Linked DNA regions of Rattus norvegicus: regions 2 and 3 are each linked to region 1. Evidence: chromatin contacts called from public Hi-C data. All regions are on one chromosome and are shown on one strand. The core of a region is the stretch at or near the end of the contact, and the rest is flanking DNA. Distances in the headings are between cores, read along the strand shown.

Evidence for each region. A called contact is a pair of places that touch in the nucleus more often than the background predicts.
Region 2: a contact with region 1 is called in a Hi-C map of the A7r5 cell line, with 2.7 times the contacts expected there. The contact joins the enhancer-like site here to the promoter of Ccdc91 in region 1. A contact is called at or near these places in 4 of 12 Hi-C or Micro-C datasets (the A7r5 cell line, Schwann cells, hepatocytes and 1 more).
Region 3: a Hi-C map of Schwann cells shows a contact between it and region 1, with 2.8 times the contacts expected there. The contact joins the enhancer-like site here to the promoter of Ccdc91 in region 1. A contact is called at or near these places in 2 of 12 Hi-C or Micro-C datasets (Schwann cells and mammary epithelial cells).

Annotation. Positions count from the first base shown.
Region 1 is chr4:182,131,565-182,134,567 of GRCr8, forward strand. It overlaps Ccdc91 (coiled-coil domain containing 91), which reads left to right and starts at 1,409. Exons shown (of 13, transcript NM_001014061.1): 1 at 1,409-1,563.
Region 2 is chr4:182,619,672-182,622,674 of GRCr8, forward strand. No RefSeq gene overlaps it. Among named protein-coding and RNA genes, the nearest start is that of Far2, 84 kb to the right of the region's middle. Within about 2 kb of position 1,615, at least 3 of the 93 cell types and tissues checked have an H3K27ac peak or open chromatin away from gene starts, as enhancers often do. A contact at or near this core is called in the A7r5 cell line and hepatocytes, where this site is marked.
Region 3 is chr4:182,469,163-182,472,165 of GRCr8, forward strand. No RefSeq gene overlaps it. Among named protein-coding and RNA genes, the nearest start is that of Far2, 230 kb to the right of the region's middle. Within about 2 kb of position 1,544, at least 6 of the 93 cell types and tissues checked have an H3K27ac peak or open chromatin away from gene starts, as enhancers often do. A contact at or near this core is called in Schwann cells, where this site is marked.

The DNA of each region.
Region 1 (3,003 bases), core at 159-2,658:
TGAATGCCTTTCCACTTTCTTGACTACCAGACTCTAGATGTACAAGGAGAAATGGAAAACAGCTTGCTGAGTATACAAGTAAGAAGTGGTCCTTGACTTGTCACTGAACTGGTAATAAAAGTATACATGTGTAAAGAAGCATCAGATTTATCTAAGAGAAACACACCTTGTTTCTGCAAAGAATGGGTGGGGTGGAAAAAGATCAGAAGAGGTGATCTTCTCAGGATTACAGCCGTTCACTAATGATTTCAGGTTGCCCAGTTCAGTGGATTTGTGTCAAGATCCGGTTGACACTTCCCACTTTGATTAGAGATTAAAGACAGTTCAATTTTGTTCCATGGAAGGAAGAGAAAAGCAATTCCCAACAAATGCCCCTTGTATGAAGAGTAGAAGTTGCCCACAGACTTACACTCAAAGATTAGGGTACTGGGCAGTAAAACATCTTGGACGTATCTAGTTCACTCCCAGATTGTTACCACTTGACTAGTCCCAAGTAAATAGCACACATTCAATAAAAATTAAGTGAATGTTGTTTAAATCATCTGAGAAGTGTGCTATCTGTTGACCATTTCCACGTAACAGTCATGACAGTCTATACAACTACTCTCCCCTTCAAACAAAAACCTATCAAGTATGTGTGTGTGTCTTCCCCTCAGGAAAAGGACAGCTTTGATATAAGGATGTCGAGCGGCTGAAAAATCAACCATCTTTAACAGAATATGAATGAACTGCTATGATAGAGTGATTACAGGTGCTATAGTCCCAGCGCCACGGATCTTCAAAATTCAGAGAAGCTTTCAGCCTAGTAACGTTCAGGAACTTGAGAGTTCTGCTAAGCCAACAGGACCAGACAGCATGTCAAACATTTCTTGAGCAAGTCATAGTGCCAGGTGCTTTATTCAGTTCTCAATTTTTTTTGGTTGCTTGTAAGAGGCAAAGGGAGCAGAAGGCTCTTCTGTGGTAGATTCGAGTTCTGGACAGGAGAAAGATTTTGATTTGGTATGTGGTTTGATGGGTCTGCCACTAAGGGAGAGTGAGAACCCTTACTAGGAGGTAGATCTTGAGAAAGGTCAGGAAAAGCATTAAGTCGAAGCCAATCTATCGCAGAGAGCAATTACCTGAGGATCACTCAACTAGGAGGTTCTTCTTGTGCCCTAGCCTGCTGAATCTCTTGTAGGAGGAATATTTAGTGGATAGTTTGTTTTGGCTCAGGACAAAGTTTAAGGGACGGATCAGGATGGTCAGGGTAGTGAAACCAGGTTAGTCCATTTCACAGGTTAGGTCTCTCTCCAGATGAGGCTCAGCTGGCCTCAGCTTGGGGGTCATGTGATGCGACCGCGGATGACTGGAGCGCCGCGCGCAGGCCTGGGCGGGCCTAGGTGGAAATCAACTTCCGGTGAGGAGGTTCTGGACGCCGGGTGGTGCGTGGGCTGCCCCAACGTGGGTTCCCGGACCCGCAGTCACCGGGAGGGGGGTTGCGTGTCCCGTGTCCCGGAGCACGTGCCTGAAAGCCGGGTGTGACGCGCAATAGCGCGGGGAGCACTGCGGCGGCGGCAGGAGCAGGTAATCGGGTGCTCGCCGTCAGGGTCCGGGTCTCGGCCGCGGGTGGGAACGTGGCCGAGCTACCGCGAGCCGTGAGGTCTCGGCTGGGCCACTCGTAGGGCCTAGGTTAGGGAGGCATCCCGCTCCCGCCCTCGTCCTCGGAGACTTGCACTTGCGTGGTCCCGAGTGGAGAGCCATAGGAAGTGCGCTCCCTGGCTGTGCCGCAGTTGCCCTGGCGGAACGGAAGTGTTGACCCAGTCGCTGTTCCCGCCGGCACCGAGCGGCGCACCCCTTCCGGTCTCAGACCTTGGGAAGGCGCGCTGGAGTCCTCTTGGAGATCTGATCGCAGGACACACCCACAGCGGCATCTCGGGTTCTTTCCCGAGAGGAACACCTTGCGAAGCGCGTGGCCTCTGTCTGTCACACACCTTTCCCCGCCCCTAGGATGCGGCGCCTGCGAGGCCGCCTCCGCCGGAGGGAGCTTTGCACAGGAGTTGTTCCTTGCTCTGGCAGCTCTCTGTTGGTGAGGCCACAGCGCTCTTGGTCCTCCTCTCTGGGCTCAGCTAAGGTCCCTTAGAGGCCGCCCACGAATTCCGACGTCTCCCTCCACTGTGCAGACACTGACACATCGTCCGCTCCGAATCCTTACCGCCCGGCTCGGTCGATGGTGGTAGAACATATTTGCTGCGTGGTTGAGGGATTGCTGTCTTGTCACTGGGTGGGTCAACACTCACCGCAGGATTTAAGACAAAAGCCTTCAGGAAGGGGCGACAAGCAACCAGGGAGAAGTGCACTTGTGGTCCTTTCCGCCACACTTTCTGTTGATTTGGGGGCTGTCTGTTCCTCACCTGTTGGGATAAATGGCTCAGGGAAGACGCCAGGCCCGCTACACCTTCTTGGTGCCCGTAGGTGTTGTGATAGTGGAGAATTGCCTGGTGAGCGGTCAGGAAGTTTGGTGTCCCCTATGATAGCTAGGAGGAGTTTCAGTGGGCTGGGAAATGTGAACTGGTTGCCTAGCAACATCATACTCCAAATGGAAAAAAAAACATAAAACAAAATGAGAAAGTCCAGGATTTTTGAGTTTTTAAGAAAAATACTAATCTTCATAATACTTGAAAGAAAAAGAAAACTTTAAAAAATCACCCAGCGAAACATCTGTTGTTCTCTCCTTTCCTCCTTCTATTCCTCCCTCCCTCTATCTCTTGTCTCTGTCTCTGTCCCCCACATTCTGGGTGTGTGTGTGTGTGTGTGTGTGTGTGTGTGTGTGTGTGTGTGTGTAAAAGAGCCTGTCATTATCTTGTCTCAAGCTTGAATGGACAGAACTTTGCTTAATGGGACACTTTATTGAACACACAGCTACTATAAGATTTGTAAAGAATATAGAGTTTTTATTAATAAAGAAAATTTTGAGGGGAATCTCGATGACACAAGACAAGTGGGAATCGATTGAGGTGGGCTTCT
Region 2 (3,003 bases), core at 365-2,864, 490 kb after region 1:
AGTGTCATGCCAGGCCCTGGGAGAGATCAGCACCGTAGTTCACACCAATTCTCATGCCTAAGGCTTTAAAACGGAGCGCAAACAACTCTAGAGCCATGGTGCTCTGCGTACTCCTCTAGGTGTGTATGTGTATGACTCAGTGAGAGCGCCACTCGCACATACACACAGAAGCTTGGCCTCTGACTGGGAGACATCCTGGCACTGGGGTATACTGGAGTTACAAAGGATGAGCGGCTTTCTGTTGGCTTTCTTCCCTCTGTGCGGCCCTGGTGACTGCCCAGCGAGAGGAAACACCCCATCATCGAGGATTCTTTTCCCTAGCTGCATTTACAAAATCTCTCTGAATAATCAACCAGCAATCAATCCGTGGGGAAGGCTCAGGCAGTCCCTGGCAGTGCAGTCCACGAGGTCTGGGGTCCGGGTGGGGATCGGGGGAGTGGAGGCGTGGGGCTCCGGAGCACAGTTTTGTCCCAAGTTGATTTTCTTAACCTTGGGTATGTGCTGTTGATGTGAAAGCAGGAAGAAATGCCACATTATCCCCCCTCGGCTTTGCGTGCCTTGCTTGGCACGGAGTCTGCCAGTTTAGACCACCTATCATGCAGACCTGCCTCGGAAGAAAACTGGCTCTGTGATAAACACACCTAGGGATCTGTGAGTCAAGAGTGCCCCCTAACGGAAGCATGAAGGATGCCTGGGATTTACCTTCTTTTCTTTCACTGGCAACAATTCTGTCCCGTTTTACATCTTGGGCTCAAAGCTTACATTTACCTTCATCTGTCAGGGTGAAACTTAAAATGCTCACTGCCTCCTGCCTTGGGTCCTGGACCCAAAAGATTCTTCTGTGGCTCTGGTCTCCCATGAATCCTGGCCCCTGCTTATAATTTTTACCCTTACTTATGATTGAGAAATGAAGGGTTTCTGGGATTAATTCCTCTCAGGTTTTAAGATGAGGTAGCCACAGTGATTTCAGCCCCATCTTCCTCTGAGAAGTGTCCATGCTTTTTCCTAAAGGCATGTGTTAATCATTTAGCCAATTCTACTTGGCGCGGGGCACCCCAAAGCCCTCTTGAGATGATGCAATGTCGCAGAGCGAGAGTCCAAGCTGATCCGCGTGGGTCGGCATAGGAGGGCTGCGTTCAGACTTGCTGGCTGCACTTACTGAGAAAACCCACATAGGTATGTTCCAGAAACAGTGACGATTAGCTCAAACTGAACCCAGGATCAGGCAATGCTTGTTGGACATTGCCTGCCTCTCTCCTCTGTGAGTGAGCTAAGCCATTAATACTTAAACAGTAGAGACAGCTGTTGGACGATGGGCAGTGTCTGAAGGGCCTTTCCACCCTGTCACTTGGCCATGAAGGTGGCTCAGACACGAAATGGATCCAGCTAGCTTCCCTTGCCACCCAAGCAGAACCAGGTCATGTGTACAACGTCAGACCATGGGCTTCCAAGAGCTATGGAAATTGGTGCTGGGAACTTGCTGTCCCTAGAAGCATGACATGTAGACAAGCGGTGCTTCTCATTTCTCTGTTAGACTGGAAATAACTCTCTGGCCTGTAAGTGTGTGAATTATAACTGGACCCCTGAGCCTGGACCTCAAGGTTTGTCTCTCGCTTTTGTGGTTCATAACATTAAATCACCATGGGGCCTGGGGGGATGACTCAGCATAAATATGAAGACTGAGTCCGATCCTCGGCCTCATGTTAAAAAAGGAAAACGGGGGGGGGGGGGGACAGAGAGAGAGAGAGAAGGGAGGGAGGGAGGGAGGGAGGGAGGGAGGGAGGGAGGGAGGGAGGGAGAGAAAAAAGTCAAGTTCAGTGGAGCACATCTGTAATCCTAGTATGGGGGTTGAGGGGAGACAGAGCAGAAACATCCCTGGAACTGGCTGGCCAGCCAGGCTACACAATCAGTTTGAGCTCCAGGTTCAGTAAGAGACCCTGTCTTAAAAAATAAAATGGAGGGGGTTGGGGATTTAGCTCAGTGGTAGAGCGCTTGCCTAGGAAGCACAAGGCCCTGGGTTCGGTCCCCAGCTCCGAAAAAAAGAAAAAGGAAAAAAAAATAAAATGGAGAGCAATTTAAGAAGACACTGGACAGTGACCTCTGGGATCAATGTGCATGCGTGTGCACACACCTGCGCACACACATGTGCACATGTGCGCACACACATGTGCACATATGCGCACACATGCACGCATGCACACACGCATGCACACACACATTATTCAGAGACACGGTATTTTGGAAACTTCACTGTCTTAATCCAGCAAGACTCTTGGCAAAGGTCTGCAAACATCTAAACCCAGTTCAGGAGTAAAGTGGCAAGGAAGATGGTCAAACCCAGTTCCATGTGTTCACATGAGAGGATCAGAAATTGAATTTTAAGCGTCTGTGCTGAAACGTAGAGGTGACACTGCCACCACCCCTCCCTAAGCAATGTAGTACAGCAAGGGTGTGTGCAGTATTCCCATTCTTCAAGGCATCCTCTGTAACACAGGGGGCTTGGGCAGCCCTAGATTCTGGTATGAAGGAACAGGAGGCCATGGAACCAATATCTGAAGAATACATAGGAATAACTTAACAATAAAGTGGGACCAGGACATATACAACAAACCCAGAAGCTCCAAGTAAGAACTGGTGTTTACTTGCACAGGCCAGTGCCTTGTCTGCCCAGGCTCTATTCCTCCACATCTAGAATGCAAAGGATTATGCCAACTGGTGGGAATGCTGAAGGTCACTGAGTGAATAAGCACCAAATCTGGTCAACTCTAAGTTAAACTTGACATGAGACTCGTCAGGTCAATGCCCAGCTTTTCACCTTCTCTGGTTTGGGTTCTTGGTGTTAATCACATGCGATAGGAAGCAGCTGACTAGTAGGTCCTGGATGCCACCAGATTGGTCCTCAAGAACATCCTTCTTTCCTGTATCCTTCTGATAAAAATCAAAACCCAAGACCCTACAGAATGGTAGGGCCGGAGGGATTCACTTTCCAGTGATGAAATTCTT
Region 3 (3,003 bases), core at 294-2,793, 340 kb after region 1:
GAGAAAGACCCCTCCAGGTGGTCTATTTGGTTTGAGCAGAGCTACAGAATTGATCGAGACTTTGCTGTGTCTGCTTTGTTTTTCTGGGGTTATTGAAGAGAAGAGAGCTTTGCCAAAACGAAACAAGACACAGAACCACGTCTTTGAGCCTGAGAAGTCTCCAGTGCCCAAATATGATTAAAACCCATCTTGGTTAAGCCCTTTGATCAGCATGTGGTAAAACCTGTACTGAGTTCCTGGCAATTTTACGGTCTTATCTGTGTGGTCCTTTTCTTTGGCAAACGTTCGACAGGATGTTGTCCTGGTGGAGCTCAGTGGAGTGCTCAGGGAAGGTGGATTGCAGAACTTAATGCCCCCACCAAGCATGGTGCCACCCCTTCCCCCTCAGTAGATCCAAGTGATTGTCCTTTCTTGTCTTGCCACAAAAGAGGCTTTCTGAGAAGAAAAGTGGGAAGAACAGGAAAGAAACCTAATGAGTAACTTTAAAAGCGCATAAAGAGGCATAGAGACAAATGTTGGCATCAGTCTGATTTTCTTCATTGAAGACTCTAATTGAATTTCTCCCGCTGAAGTTAGAGCGCACTGCAGATCCGAGACTTCCCCATTCTATTTATGTCTATGAAGCAGATCATTGTAATGGATACAGATGGGCAACGAGCTCTCGGTTATTGCATAATTTTTCAAAATTTTACGATTGCTTTTCCTACTTCCTCTTCACATAATGGCCTCTCTGTGCCGTTTGCAGACTGCACACTGCATCTTCAGGACATTTTACCACTTCAGCCCATTTTAATTTATTAGAAACGCACTAGAAGTGCTCTGTAAACAGCCCACAGAACAAAACTGATTAGTAAGACACAGACAACCTGAGCCCTATTAAGTTACTTCTGAGATGCTTGGCGAATACAAGCACATGTGTGCATTCCCTTCCTTCCCTTCCTTCCCTTCCTCCCTGGCTCTTTTGATTCAGCAGACTTCGGGATTTGAGGAGTGGAGGAGAAACCAAATTAATGCCGAGGCTCATCAACCCATAGCAAGCAGGACAGAGAATGTCAGCTGTATGGTGGGAAGTTCAGCAAGATGGAAAGTTTCTCTTCGGCTTGACCTTCTAAACCAGCTTGGTCGATGGTTGGGATGTATAGATGTGATTAAATAAGTAGGTTTACAAGGTGATGGGGCTGGGCTGGGCTGTAGCTCATTAGGTAAAGCCATCTCCTAGCTGCATGCAGCCCTGTGCTCAAGCCCCAGATTCACAAAATGTGGGGCAATTGTGATGGGTACCACCTGTAATCCCAGCACTCAAGAGATTGGAGCAGGAGGATCGGAAGCTCAAGATCACCCTAAGCCTCACAGTAAGTTCAAGGGCACCTGGATATTGGAGATCTTGTCTCAAAACCAAACAAAGATGAAGTGTATGCCCACGGTGTCTGGTGTCTGGTGTCTGGTGGCCTTGGCTGGAAGGGGATGAGCCTTTTTGCTTTGTTCACAAACCATTTGACCTCATGACTCATCTCTTAGATATGACCTCAGTGGGAAAGCTGCCTGACAGAGCAACTCCGGGGTTTTCTGAACCAATGCCCGCCTCTCTAGCAACTTTCTGCCTTGTTCCCACTGTGTCCAACAGTGTGGTCTTTGCCCTTCGGAGGAACTTCAGGGATGACAATCCACTGCTCTGTGCACGGTGGGAAAGGGTTTTGTGAGTTGTGTAAGTCTGTTAGGAAGTGGCTGATTCTCTCTGTGGTGCAAAGGAAAGCTTTCTGGAGCAGGAGGCAAGAGCGGCTAGAAGCTGAGCTATAGTGGACAGTCGTATGCTCATTATGACTCATACCTGGTGTGTCCTAGAGATTACCTCATTCTTGATGAATGGGAAGTTTAGTAGTTCTAATCCTGAATAACTGCAGGAAAGAATTATCAAATCTGGGAATCCACGTGTCGGAGAAAAAAAGAAGAGACTCCTGCAAGTTGCCATACACAAACAAATGTAATGATTCCATATGTATGCCAAGACCTACACAAATAAAGGTAATGATTATATTTTTTTAAAAAGAGTAGCTTAAATGGGTATCAGAATAATTTAGGATTTGTAACATAACAAACTTATAATAAGGCTTTACGACTGCTAAAGATGTTCTCAGGCGGGCAAGAGACACCAGAGGAAACTGAGCATGTGCAATACAGCACTGGCTATCAGGGCATCTCTCACGTGTTCCCTAAAACTAAAAGAAAAGAAAATGCTCTCTGTCAGATGGTCAACTAGACATATACACATCTTTAGAAGAGATTTAAGTCATTGCAAAATATTCATTTTATTATGGTGCACAACATCAATGTTTTAGATGTCTTTTAAAGAATCAATCAATCAAGGTTTACGGAGATGGCTGAATCAGAAGTGCTCGCCCGCAAGTGTGAGGACAGCAATGTCATCCCTAGACTCTGCCCACCCCACCTTACCCTCCCCGGCTGCCAGTTGTTTTCTAAGAGTGTTAGGTTTGGTATCTGTGCGGTCATCTCCAATGACAAACCTTCCTTTTCAAACCCAGCTCTTCTTTCTTTTAGCATTTGTTGGCCATCTTTGAACTCACCTCATACCCTTTCTGATTTGGAGCGCCTGCCCTCCAAGCCTTTTGTCCCACTGTCTAGAATCTAAATATACCTGTGAACATACCTGTGCTCTCTCAGGTAGCCACAGGGCCAGTTGGTATTTAGGCTTAGTTTCTGGTTATAGTTCTGTGTCTTCCCATTTCTGCCCTTTAGAGCAATATCTAAAGCCACCACCTCTGACACAGGCTGGTAGCCATTTTTAAACTCTACACAAATTTTATACACGAGGACCCTCTTCTAAGGGCCTTCTCCCAGAACATTGAACTTTATAGTACAAGCTTCCTCTATGCCAGATGCCGAACTGTGAGACCAACAGGAATTTCCTCAGCACTGACCACTTTGCATTTAAGTTCTATTTCTAGCCTATTAAGAAGCTTGTTTTCCAATAAAATGGCCCAGTTT